4 separate regions of the Mus musculus genome follow, and all the other regions are linked to region 1. Evidence: chromatin contacts called from public HiChIP or PLAC-seq, Micro-C and promoter capture Hi-C data. All regions are on one chromosome and are shown on one strand. The core of a region is the stretch at or near the end of the contact, and the rest is flanking DNA. Distances in the headings are between cores, read along the strand shown.

Evidence for each region. Promoter capture Hi-C pulls out the DNA fragments that hold promoters and counts their contacts. A called contact is a pair of places that touch in the nucleus more often than the background predicts. HiChIP or PLAC-seq counts read pairs in DNA pulled down with a chosen protein or histone mark.
Region 2: a contact with region 1 is called in a promoter capture Hi-C map of hippocampal neurons, with 2.6 times the contacts expected there. The contact joins the enhancer-like site here to the promoter of Pon3 in region 1. A contact is called at or near these places in 4 of 39 promoter capture datasets (the 3T3-L1 cell line, cranial neural crest, hippocampal neurons and 1 more), 1 of 115 datasets of contacts at active chromatin or transcription factors (vascular smooth muscle cells) and 2 of 9 other capture datasets (adipose tissue and liver).
Region 3: a Micro-C map of embryonic stem cells shows a contact between it and region 1, with 4 times the contacts expected there. The contact joins the enhancer-like site here to the promoter of Pon3 in region 1. A contact is called at or near these places in 1 of 39 promoter capture datasets (cranial neural crest), 2 of 484 Hi-C or Micro-C datasets (both in embryonic stem cells) and 2 of 115 datasets of contacts at active chromatin or transcription factors (both in embryonic stem cells).
Region 4: an H3K27ac HiChIP or PLAC-seq map of embryonic stem cells shows a contact between it and region 1, with 7 times the contacts expected there. The contact joins the enhancer-like site here to the promoter of Pon3 in region 1. A contact is called at or near these places in 16 of 39 promoter capture datasets (the 3T3-L1 cell line, 3T3-L1-derived adipocytes, the HPC-7 cell line and 9 more), 2 of 115 datasets of contacts at active chromatin or transcription factors (bone marrow-derived macrophages and embryonic stem cells) and 4 of 9 other capture datasets (adipose tissue, embryonic stem cells, liver and 1 more).

What each region holds. Positions count from the first base shown.
Region 1 is chr6:5,254,852-5,258,029 of GRCm38.p6, forward strand. Pon3 (paraoxonase 3) reads right to left here and starts at 1,382. Exons shown (of 9, transcript NM_173006.2): 1 at 1,302-1,382. The coding sequence starts at 1,375.
Region 2 is chr6:4,415,729-4,418,713 of GRCm38.p6, forward strand. The region is part of intron 3 of Gm46948 (a long non-coding RNA gene); the gene reads right to left. Among named protein-coding and RNA genes, the nearest start is that of Gm33788, 7.6 kb to the right of the region's middle. Within about 2 kb of position 1,618, at least 131 of the 459 cell types and tissues checked have an H3K27ac peak or open chromatin away from gene starts, as enhancers often do. A contact at or near this core is called in adipose tissue and hippocampal neurons, where this site is marked.
Region 3 is chr6:4,675,821-4,678,970 of GRCm38.p6, forward strand. Sgce (sarcoglycan, epsilon) reads right to left here. Exons shown (of 11, transcript NM_011360.3): 10 at 2,247-2,290. Among named protein-coding and RNA genes, the nearest start is that of Gm38761, 23 kb to the left of the region's middle. Within about 2 kb of position 1,816, at least 9 of the 459 cell types and tissues checked have an H3K27ac peak or open chromatin away from gene starts, as enhancers often do. A contact at or near this core is called in embryonic stem cells, where this site is marked.
Region 4 is chr6:4,553,219-4,556,426 of GRCm38.p6, forward strand. No RefSeq gene overlaps it. Among named protein-coding and RNA genes, the nearest start is that of Gm33959, 32 kb to the right of the region's middle. RefSeq lists an enhancer at 319-1,848. Within about 2 kb of position 1,528, at least 2 of the 459 cell types and tissues checked have an H3K27ac peak or open chromatin away from gene starts, as enhancers often do.

The DNA of each region.
Region 1 (3,178 bases), core at 132-2,631:
TTAATGCTAGGCAGAACCGAACACTATTCTTCATTTAAAGGAACAAAACAGCATTACAAAAAACAAACAAACAGCATTACATCATATTCTTAACTATTACCTAATATGAATCTGTACTTACCCATTTCATATTTTCTTGTTTTCTTTGGACCTCCTTCCTCCAGTAGGGAGAAAAAAATTCCAAATTTCTCTGAGGTCTCCAAGGAGCTGAACTGATAACTTTAGCTCTAACTTCCTCATTTCAACTAAGCTTATGCTGACTTATCTTAGCAAAGGTACCTTATGGACCTGACACTACTAAAGGCATTAGTTAGCCAAAGTGCTTTTCAGCACAGCGCTCTTACCTTGCACTGAAATAGACTTCTAAATACTAGGTAGAAATTAAAATATTAATTGAACTGTATTCAAGAAGACTGAAGGTAGATTTATCTTTTGATCATTTATAAAAATTATCCTTTAGAGGTATGGTTTTAACACTTGGGGGTGAGGGTGGGGAGGCAAGTGTTAGTCTTCCTAGCTGTACCACTCTTAAATTTACTATTTGAAGATTCTGCCATTTGTTGTTTGGGGAGCAGGCGGGACAACGAGCCCTCTCAAGCTGGACTAGAAAGCGTTGCCAACAGACATCAGTGTCTGAACAGATTGCAGCAGCGAACCTCTGAGACTAGTCACTCCTCAGAGAAAGAATAAAAACAACTAGATGACAAGCAGAGGCCTTAGCCCCAAGTAGCAATAAGGGGAGGGAGGAGAAGAACCCACCTTTAAAAAAAAAAATCTTTCAGATCAAACTGAGTTTGCTTGAGACAGTAATTCCGGGAGGGTTTCCCTGCCGGATCTTCTACTTCAAAAAGTCAACTACCCTTCAAGTCAGTTCCTGTCCGCGGGGTTCAGCTCTCTTCCCTGTTTCCTGGCTCATCTTCCAATGTGGCATGGGTTCTGGAACGGCCCGCACTTTCAGTGTCTGAGTCAGCTATAAACACCCAGCTGCTAGTCTGATCCCCTCCCCCAAGTCCAACACTTCCAAATGACTTGGTCTTTCACAAAGGCAATGTAGCAGAAGACCTGGAAAAGGTACCCAACCTTCAGAAATCAAACGTGGGCTTTCCTACCCTGGCAGCCTAGAAAGGCACGCAGCTGTCCCCTTTGCTAGTGAACGAGTCTCAAGGAGAAGGTCACTAAGAACTGAGGTTCCAAAACTGCTCCTTTCCGGAAGGAAACGCTAGGAAGTTGGAAGCAGGAGTTCCCTGATGTGGACTAGAAAGGAAAGAGCTGAAGCCATCTCCATGGAGATGCCCACTCACCTAAAATTCAGCAGCCTTTCCCCTATTAAGGCCAGACAGGCTCCCAGCAAGGTCAGCGCCACAAGCTTCCCCATGGTGTCTGGGTGCCTTAGGCAAAAAGCAGGAAGACTGGTGCCGCTCTGGGGCGCGGACTCAGGGTCCCGCCCACTGATCAGTCCCTTGTGCCCCGCCTGCCTGCACCTCCTGGCAGTTGTGCTGATCCTTTCTAGCAGTCTTGGGAGTTTTGCTCTCTCCTGCGCCAAGGCTCAAAGCCACCTCCACATGGAGGGCTCAAAGCCACTTGTCTACTTGAGTTTCAAGGGGATTTTTGTTCTTCTGATTCAAGTCCACCTTTATTAGCGATGGTTCAAGGCCACTTTAATGTGCAGATTCTAAGGCTGGCTCTCCAGGCAAGCGGTCCAAGAACATATTTCTGCCTAGGCTAAGGTCAGCTAAACTCTGGACCATTCAGGTTTGAACTCACAAGCTGGAATCCTCACGGTGTGGAAAATTTGTTTCTTAAAGTCACAGAACTCAATTAACCTCAGCTTCTCCAGTGGAGTGATGTGAGAGAGCTGCCTGGGAAGCCAGAGTTCATAGACTAAAGCTTCAGAGTTCTGGCAGGCTGCATGTAAGAGGAGAAATTGCTCCATATACACCCTGAAGAAGAAAATCCTGAAAGACGAGCCCTTTGGCTCATCCTTCTCGAGGAACCAGAGCTCTGAACTTTGGCTCAGAACTTCCTGGTGCCTTCATGGTGGTAGACAAGTCCATCTGTCTGGCAATCTGGAAGATGAGCAGAATGTAATAATATTAATAATAATAATGATAATAACATCAACAACAATATATCGTTTTTATGGGAGAGTCTTACTCTTCTGTGAATTTCAGGTCTTTCCAATGAAGAGCAAACTTTCCTTTCAGATAAACAATACTGTTGGAGAGACTGAAGATGGCCAGACACTTGAGTTTAGGGAACATCGCACCTTCAAGGATCATCTCTTTTTAGTTACTAATAGGAGGTAGCAGCAGCAGAATTCAGTTTAAAAAGAGAGCTTTTTTTTGAAATAGGTAGATTTTATAGGACTAAGGTGTAGCGTCCGCTCTTGACCAGCAAGAACAACACGACCACCAGTCCTTCTAACAACAGTTTATTCAGCAAACTTCCGTCTTCATCTCTCTCACTTCAACTTTCTCTCTCATCTTTTTTCCTTCTCTGACCCAGGCCTCTCACTCTTATATACTCTCAGCCCTCATCCACTCACAGCAGGCCACGTCACCTCACCAGGCACGCAGCTTCAGCTAATCAGGGCAGCAGGGGCATGTCTCCACCAAAATGGATTCGCCAGTATCCTGGTGCACCTGCGCAGCTCTCATGATGGTTGTGGCTTATTTTCAGATGTATGAGGAAGTCAGGTGCAAGACATAAGACTTAGCTGCAGTCCCTGGCGCCTTCTTGGGACTGCTGCCACACCCACTCCTCACATTTCCCCCTTTTTTCTTGTTTGGCAGAGAGAATGTCTGTCTTAGATTGCCCCCTGCAGCAATGCCCCTTACCCGTCCTTGGGAGACAAACAGCATTGGTTTGATCCCTGTCTTAGGTTGGTGACATGCCCAGGGAGTCTTATCCGTCACTGACTACTTCTCTATCATGCCAAGTCACACTTGGGGAGATTGTCCTGTTTGCATGCAGCAGGTGCATCAGAAGGCCAGGATGCTGATTAATCTATGGCCCGATTTTGATTGCTGCAAGCAAGCCTCTTGGGTGAAGGTAGAGGTCTGATCCCCAGTGTGCAAGCATAGGGGCCCTACACAAAACCATCCCTTGGGCTCATCACCCAGAGAGGTCTTGGCCAGCTCCTGTGTCGTTTTTCCTGGGGGAAGGGAACTAGGACACT
Region 2 (2,985 bases), core at 368-2,867, 840 kb before region 1:
TATTGACATTCATTCACATTGAGTCATGGCCTAATTTTGCATCCCACAATTTCTTATGAGCCTTAATATGCTTCTAGACTTTATGACTGTCATTTGGTTTTTGACTGTACATGTACAAATGTAAATATAGAGACTGTTGGTAATATGTCTTATTTAATATACCAAATGATCTCAATGTGTTTTGCTACAACCCCAAACAGCCTTTGAAAAGTGACTGTGTGGTTTCAAGTCAATGAATTTCAATGTCAACCTCACTGCCAACAACATGATGACCAGGGTGGGGTGCCTTTTTTCTAAAGGATTTGTAAGCCAGTGTCTAGTGAAATAACACTGTGCTGGGCTCTCGGGTGGGTTTGAGGCTATCGAGACTCTCTGTAGGTAATTAGTCCCCTTTAAATGTAAATATGAAATTTTGTTAATAGGCTTTCAGAACTGAAAGAGATTTTCTAATAAAATCATCACTAATAACCTGACTCCCTCTAACAAACCTTACTTCTACCCCCACAAAGGATCAGGGTTCCCCTTGTGACACCAACCCCTTTCTGCTGGAATCCAGAGCTACTGCAGTCTTGATTCAAACCACCCAGTTTTATTTCATGTTCCTTTAATGGAGAGCTGGCCTTTCTGCCGTGGGCCTCCTTTTACTGCACATGCAGAATAAGGGACACTGGAATAAGGCAGGAAATCTGAGCCTTGAAGCAGTAGCATAAACAAACAAACAAACAACAACAACAACACACACACATACATACATACATACACACACAGACTAGCTGCCCATTGCACATGCCATAATAGATCTCCTCAGAAACTGGACCAAACTGGTATTGACCAAGGATCAGTCAATGATGTCAAGCCATGAATTGCCTCTAATGAGGACTCTAACTCTAGCTTCAGACCACAGCTCAAATACCTCATCTTTCTTGATAACCAGCATTAATAATTAATACCATTTCCCCTGTGTCCCAGGCATTATATAAATCTATTTTGTCACTAAGAGTCTGTCTTCCCATGGGATGATGATGCATGTCCAGGGAAATGAATGTATCTTATCATTTTTCTATCTTTGGAACAGATTAGTAGTTTAACAAATGTCTGAGGGTAGAAAAAAAAAAGTCAAAGAAAAACAGGAAGAAGATAGCATACTCTTTTTATTGAACATCAGGGGGCATCAGAGAAAGAATGAAGAAGTATATGAAATCTTGCCTCCTCTTTTTATGACAGTGAAAGCCTATGAGCATAGCCAGACAGTCCTAACCAGTATTGTGAATTCGTTTCTAAAAGCAAGGCAAGCTTATATTGCTCTTGACCCTCTGGTAACTCTGGCCAATGTGATTTCAATCGTTTACTGTTTGTTCTGGGAAGTCTCAACAACGAACACCGTGTCCTTGCAAATGTAGCAAAGTGCCTGCATTTTCTTTGGTTAGGAGCCCTGTATAGTACCATGGCATTTTGTAGAAAATCATTTCAATAATGTGTTTTGAAGCAGATTGATTTTGCAGCCGCTCTCTGCACTCCTTTGCAGCTGTGTTCCTCCATCCAGTACTTTGTACTGTAGTCTTCACAAAGCAACACTAGAGGGACCAGCCTCATATTTTTCAGAGGCCTTTTGTGTCAACCAAGCCAAGTACAATTAAGGCTGTTCCCAGAAAGAGGAATGGATAACGTTGGCAACTGGGCTGTACCACCCAGAACCACAAAATGAAAAAGCTGCAAACGTAACCAACATGGTTTTCCTCGGCATTTATAACTCAGAAGACCTACGTGGCATTTTCTATGGCAAGGGGCAGTACTTTGGGAAATTATACTTAAAAAATTAGCCAGCAGTCTCTCGTGGACTCAAGAGAAAGTCTGCAACCTGGGTAGGGGGGTGGAGGGTGGGGGCGTGGATTGGAGCAGTAAATAAGCAGGCTTGTTGCTTAGTAATACTGTCAATTTTTCTCCCCCCTCCCCCCACCTCTCTCTCCTCTCTCTCCTCTCTCCTCTCTCTCTCTCTCTCTCTCCCTCCCTCCCTCCCTGTCTCCCTCCCCCCACTTCTCTCTCCTCTCTCTCTTCTCTCTCTCTCTCCCTCCCTCTCTCTCTCTCCCTCCCTCTCTCTCTTCTCTCTCTCTCACACACACTTCTAAGGGATAAAATCAATTAAATGTCAGATTTTTCCCAGCTGATAAGCACGTTCAGATTTCAGACTAACACCTCCCCCCCCCAAAAAAAAAATAAAAAAACAAACAAAAAAAAAAAACAAAAAAAAAACCAACCTATGTCTGTTGGTGAGAATAAGTGGGGAGACATACAAAGTCCTCCTTTTTAAGATAAGGTCATAAAGCAATCCCATAACCCTTCCTCTGGACATTTTGCTCTCCGTTTTTGCTTCACCTGTGGACCGGAGAACCCACATAGCTGGGCAAAACAGTGCTGTGCTGGTGCTTACAGACGGATGCAAGGGAAGTAGTCAGGCTAGTGACCCAAGTCTTTCAGAACTAATAAGGTGAGTGAATCAGATAAAATTAATGAAGGGGGGGGGGGAAAACCCTCTCTTGTCTGTAATGTCAGACAACACTGTAGCTTTAATTTGTCGATTTCACAAAGGCCTTCTGGGCTCCCGAGCTCACTCCGTTAGTGAGTTACCTCGCCTGCAGATTCTCTCATCCCTCTGGTCCCCGTGGTCTGTTCTAATTAATATAAAAACCATGCTGCTCTAATAATTTGACCATACCATTTCTCTCCTCAAATCCTCGTAGTAGCTTTTAATTGCACTAAAACCTGGAATTCAATTTAAAATCGATACCCAGGCGCTGAGGCTGTGCTTCGGATGATCTCGAGTCTCTGACCCCACCAGTGGCCTCTGAGCTCTGCAGAGCCAGGCCTGTCACTCTAAGCCGTCAATCTGCTTGACTCCAATAACATCTTGACACGGGCCCCTTCCATCCTTTAACTGTATCTTCCTCTTCTCCACTAAATAAACACCCATCCAGGGACAGTGACAGG
Region 3 (3,150 bases), core at 566-3,065, 580 kb before region 1:
GAGAAGCTCTCTAGTAAGTACCCAAGGCGCTGAAGGGGTCTGCAACCTGATAGGTGGAACAACAATATGAACTAACCAGTACCCCCAGAGCTTGTATCTCTACCTGTATATGTAGCAGAAGATGGCCTAGTCGGCCATCACTGGGAAGAGAGGCCCCTTGGTTTTGCAAACTTTATATGCCTCAGTACAGGGGAACGCCAGGGCCAAGAAGTGGGAGTAGGTGGGTAGAGGAGCGGGCGGGGGGGTGGTCTAGGGAACTTTTGGGATAGCATTGGAAATGTATATAAAGAAAATATCTAATAAAATAAATTAATTAAAAAAAACAATATCTTAATGTAAATGACTAGAGGAGGAATAAAGGCTGCAACTGGCCCTCAGCTCCCTCCCCAGGAGGCCTAACACCTTTAATGCTTTAAATGTTTGGGAGGCAGAAAGAACCATCTCTCCTAGTTAGCACCCAGTGCTAGGGTGGTCTCGCTCCCTTCTGCACACAGATCCTTGAGAGGCTCACTGAGAAAACAGTAACAGCAAAGCACCCACGAGAAGATCCTACCGTCTGGTCTGTAACACGCATCAACGTGCAGAAAACAAGAGAGTACGAGGTCCGCCCTAACCAGAAGGAGGAACTCTTTCCATCGAAATGCTACTTTCCCAAAAATCTTTTTAGAAAAATATTGGAAAAAATGAGGTTGAGCAGCCAAAAGACCTCCAAGGGGAAGGAAGCCCTTCTTCATCAGTGTACCCAGCTCTGCCCATGTGCTGCTCCCGACAAGGAAAGCTGCCCAGTGCTGAGCACAGCACCCCAACATATCAAACAAGTCCCATTATCTACTGATACTATCTCCAACAGCACCTATTCAAGATCTCTATTCTCCTAGGAGGCAGAGAGTGAAAAAAATCTAGCTTTTCACAAGTCTCGAAAAAATGTTTATAACTTTCCTAGAAATTTTGTGATTTCTACTCATTGCACGCCACAAGTGAACAAGAGTCAGAAAGCTGACATCTCAGGAGAGACAGACTTCCTTGGTTAGAGAGAAAGGTGCTCTATCAGTTTGGTTACAGTCGTGTTCCTTTAATTTTTTTTTCTCTTTAAAAAGATAGCCATGAAATTAGAAGTAAGAACTTGAATGTTTTCCTCTTTCAGTGACGAATATTTATAACTAAGTTTGTTTCGTCATCAATCCCCTGGATGTTTACAGACGCACACCACCCATCAATATATTGAATGGTCTACTTGAATCATATTAGCATTTAATTAAATGAAGCAATCAAAACCCTAGGAACAATTCTGATAAACATCATCTTATAATTAAAATCTGATGAAAAACTTTATTATACTTGCCTCAAATCTTTGAAAAGTTGTCAAACGAAAATCTCCTTAAATTCCCGAGAGCAGTAATAGAGGAGATAACTCTGAATGAAAACATCCAATACATTTCTAATGTGGCTGGCATTTTTTTTTTTTTTGAGACTCACTTAATGGCTTTTCCCACCACAAAGCCACTATTCATACTTAGAATTCCACACTCAACTTACATTTTTAGAACTTCTCTTGCTTTCCAAAAGAGGAACAAAGGCATTACTGGTTGCCTGGCAATTAGAACTAGGAACCAACCACTAATTAGTAGACAATTGTGAATAAGTTAAGAATGAATGAAATAATTGGCTGTGGAGATTTTTTAGGGACACTTGAAAGAAATGAACTTAAAGAAAGCATGGCTTGGGGAAAGAGAACAGCCAGGGAGACTTGCCCATCATCTTGTCCTCACTGGTCATATTCTAATGGCTTTTTAAAGCAGCTTTAAAACAGGCCAACCATTTCTCATTGATCGCCCTGAAGGCTCAGCAATTAGTCACAATGGTTGCCCTTTGTGAGAGTCAGTTTCAACCTGATCACTTACTGAGACAAATCCTGGACCCACCCAAGCTAAAAATCTTTTATACCAAGGGGAAGAATAAGGAGTTCCCATGTAGAAAGGGAGTGGAATGCATCTTTCTTAATTAGACAAGACCTCCACGGAAGGACACTGCTGCTTTAAGATCATTTACCATTTGTTTGTCGTTCTGAGGCCCATTGATGCAAAAGTCTAAGCCACTCTTCTGAGCTCCTCAGTCTAATTAAGGAATGATACAACTGTTTTGCCTCCCGTGATGAAGACAAAAGTGTCATCAATTATAGAGTGCTATGACAATCTTTTACTATATTAGCTCATCCATAAACACTGAATTAGCATCTTAGTACTCACCTGTAGTCTGCGGTTGAGGGATCTGAGTCTGGTGTGGCAAGTTCCTAGAAATGATTAACATTATTGAGTAAAAATGTGTTTGCACACTGGTAATCAGAGACCAAGACACATTAAGATAGAAATCTGCTCGGAGAGGTATCACTCAGATAACGGGCTCAGGTTTTGCACCCTGTGGGGCATTGAGCTATGCACATACATGAGAGAACTGAAGACCAAGGAAGACAAATAGCAATCTCTGATAATGTCCATGAAATTCTTACCATATGCCATAACAAAACTCCCTCATGATTCTAAAACATAGGTCTTATTAGTTTTTCTATTTTCTTATACGTGAAAATAGCCTTAAAGTTTGAAAATCACACGGCTAATAACAGTGGATAAAGATATAAACACAGTGATGCCAGCAATTAAATTACTGATGTGTACAATCTCAAACTAGGTCTAGATCATAAAACCGGTATGGATCTGTGCATACACATATGTCTATATACATCATCATATCGTACAATCATCACTGGTACGTTATAACAGCTTTGAAGGCATATCACTACCTTTATTCACTAAACATGCTATCTTCATGCCAAAAAAGGCCATTTCCCTGCCTGGACTAGGAAGAGTTTCGAGTCCCCCTTGACGTTTCTTTCCGTTCCCAAAGGCAATCACTGGGATGTTTCTCAGCTTTCGTTAAATCTGTCCCCTTCGTTTACACCTTCATGTCTCCCTTGGAGCCTCTGACAGCTCTGATGTAGTTCTTCGTCCCTTACAACCCACTGCTGACCAGTGACCTCCCAAGACACAGATCTGTAACACACACCTCAATATTTCTTATTTCTTTCTCTCTATCAGCAAATTCAATTTCTGGCTTCTTAGTATGTCTTAAGCAGACGGAAAACTATCTGTAGCC
Region 4 (3,208 bases), core at 278-2,777, 700 kb before region 1:
AATGAAATTGATTTAAAAATATCAAATTTTAATGATCATCTCTTGGTTATTCTAGAGCATACATTCATTAGGAAAATAAAGAAAGAAATTTAAAATAAAAGTAAAACTTTACAAATGTATTTAAATCATCTTTTACACACAGCACATGTGTGAATAGTGTATAGTGAATAGTGTGTACCTCATTATATGCAATGTAAGTTTAAGCATTGTGTTTGATGCAGATATGCATAAAAATCCAGAAAGCATATGTACAAAAACATTTATATCCATCATCACTAATGACACAATAGATACTGCCAGACAATGAGTTCTTTCATCTTTCTGTAGCCTTCAGAAGCATTAAATGAATATATATTGCTTTCATTATAAAGAAAAATGATTATTTTAAATGGCATTCACAAAACACTGGTATCTTTAACATTAAGCTTTACTTTATTATAAATGCTTAATTCATAGTTTTCAGTGGACCAATTCTGCATCAAAAGACAAATGATGTAGTTAAAATTTTACGCTCAATAAATTCTAAGAATGCATCTGTGGTCAAGGATGTTTCAGTCCACAGGATGAGATTACTCTACCTTAGAAAAACAGAACTTTAGAGAAAACTGAGCGGAAAACAGGAAAATCTCTGAACACGGTTCTGAACATTAAGTGGTTCTTGTTAAGACTAAAAAAATTCTATCTAGGTATGTATTATGTAAATAGAGCAGTGAGGTCTATAAAGAATTGCTTCAGGGGGACTTTCTAGGCTTCCATAAATCCCTACTGTTTAGGTGCTTCCCTGAAATACCATTAAGACACTCATCACCCCAGTACCTTCTCTCCCATTCATAAAAGATGCACGGACGCATTCATGTAAGTGGACATGTCTTACTGAAATACAAATGTCACTCTGGCAGGTCCGATTCCACAATGGGAAAGAGTAAACGCCTCGTATGAGGATTTAAATGAGGTCAGTTAAAATTCCTCCTTGATTATGCAAAATTACTAGTGGCTGAGCCATTGTGTCAGATGTGCAATGAAGATTAAATTGTAAGAGTGCACTGTAAATTATCGGCATTAAACTGAATTAATAAATTGAGCAAAGATGTGGTTCAAGTAGGATTGAAAGCTTCTGTAGAAACTAGGCTGTTTTGAGCCATTAGCAACACAGCTACAAAGAAAGAATATCTTATGAGAAAGCTGTGGAGGTTGTGGAAAATTAATAGAGACTCTTAGAGCAAATCTTGGTGTAGAATTACATGGAAGGGATTAGGAAGTGAGGGGAAGGTAATTAAAGAGAAAGAACAGCCGGAAAGAACCAGAAAGCTAAAGATCCCCTCACCATCTGTTGGCAATCATCAAAATTTATTTGATCTTATTGCATATTTACTCTGTAATGGGGAAAAAATAAAACTTATTCTAATGAATGAACAAGTGAGGTGAACGGAGAATTTCATTATAACAGAGCTCACTAGAGGGGCGAGGAAATTCTCACCCACTGCAACAGGACAGATACAATTAATGCAGCCTAATTGTTTCTGTCTTTGTCCTGGCCCCTGATATGTGCACCACTAAAAGATTCCTCTGTTTTCCCTGCCTTTTGTGATGACGTGGGACACAGCCTTTTTCTATGTCTGTCTTTTCATCATCAGCGTTTATCATGTGTTTGTCTATACACTCTGCTCTTAGGAAATTTCTGGGGGACACAATGTGTATCCACCGTGAAAGTGGTCAATGTGCTACTTAGGTCTCCCCCCATCTAATTGACATCAGTGATTTCGTTATCAGTTAAAGGGTTTGCTGGCTGCACTATGGGATTCTATGAAGCAGAAAATTCAATATTTTCCTTTCCTCTGGCCCTTATATCTTATCAAATCCAAATTTCTCCTGTTTCTCCTACCTGCTTTGTGGTAAATATTTGGTGGCTTCTCTCCCTGCCCCCAGGCCACAGGTCATGTTCAACTTGTCATTCAGGCTTTGATGTCTATAAGGACTTTGTTTTTTCATTCCCGAAAGTCCCATCCAGAGAAAACACAAATCTGATCTTTCAAACCCCCTTTAGAATATTTGTTTCCAGGACATATACAGGGTCGTCTCAAAGGCTTCCAAATGATAAAACAAAACAAACAAACCAAAATTAACCTTCAGTAGCACCAAATCCCCTGCCTATTAACTGCCCCCCAAGGTCTTCTTCCTCACCTCGGAGTTTACACCCTCCAGCCAGACCAGAGTAATTTATAAAGCAACCACTAATAAATAATTAAGCAATTTTTATCATAATCAACTCCTGACATGCCTCAGGGGTGAATATTCCCATGTGTTCTTGAGCTCTGTGCTATGCATTAGTATTTAAAAATTAGCTGCTTTGGTTAGAGACAGTGAGTAAGCCTCTCAGGGAAGGCAGGGAAGGCTGCGCAGCCAGCTGTCACTCGGCTCATCTGGACAGAAGTCTTCATATCGCTCAGCCGCATCTCCGTATCTCTGAATACATATTAGTGTTGCCCACTAGCCAAGCCAAGCAGGGTGCAGCTGGACAGTGAACTGTAGGGTTTCCTTTATTAAAAAATGATTGAGACGATGTCATTCTTTGTCTAACATCATCTTTCATGTTCTTGGCCACACGTCTAACATGCCAGATATTTGAAAGCTTTTATCAGAAAACGCTGGCTCCCTCAAGTCAAAGGCATTATTTAATTTAGTTCTGGAGTTGGTTGAGAAAAATTAATTTTTGTTTCTATTAATTCTGCAGTCATATCTGTGTTGTGGGTGGACTATTTAACAGCTCACGTAATCAATAAATTACCGCTAAAGCACGGGCTGTTAATCAGAGACTCTCGCATGTGAGGTTGTCTCCTTGTTTATTTTCACAAGCTTTTCCTTCTCAAGAAACTGCCATCTTGTGACGGCAAAGCAACAGGATGTCACACAAAGCAGTGGCTCCTTGAACATCGTGTTTGTTCCTCATTGGAGACTCACATATCTCGACAAGTACCGATATCCAAAGCATTCCATCACCTTCCACCACTCTTGCATGTGGGAAGCGGTCCACAGTATCTGTTGGTTACTGTGCTAAATGCCACTAGGATAGGTACTCACATGTCTGGAGTATTCTACAAAGAAGATAGAACACTAGGCTTTCCACCATTTTCCTTTATAGAGAAAGCAGATGAGAGTTATCCATATGCTATTGGGTAGTACTATGTTTTAACAGCTGAACTAAGATATA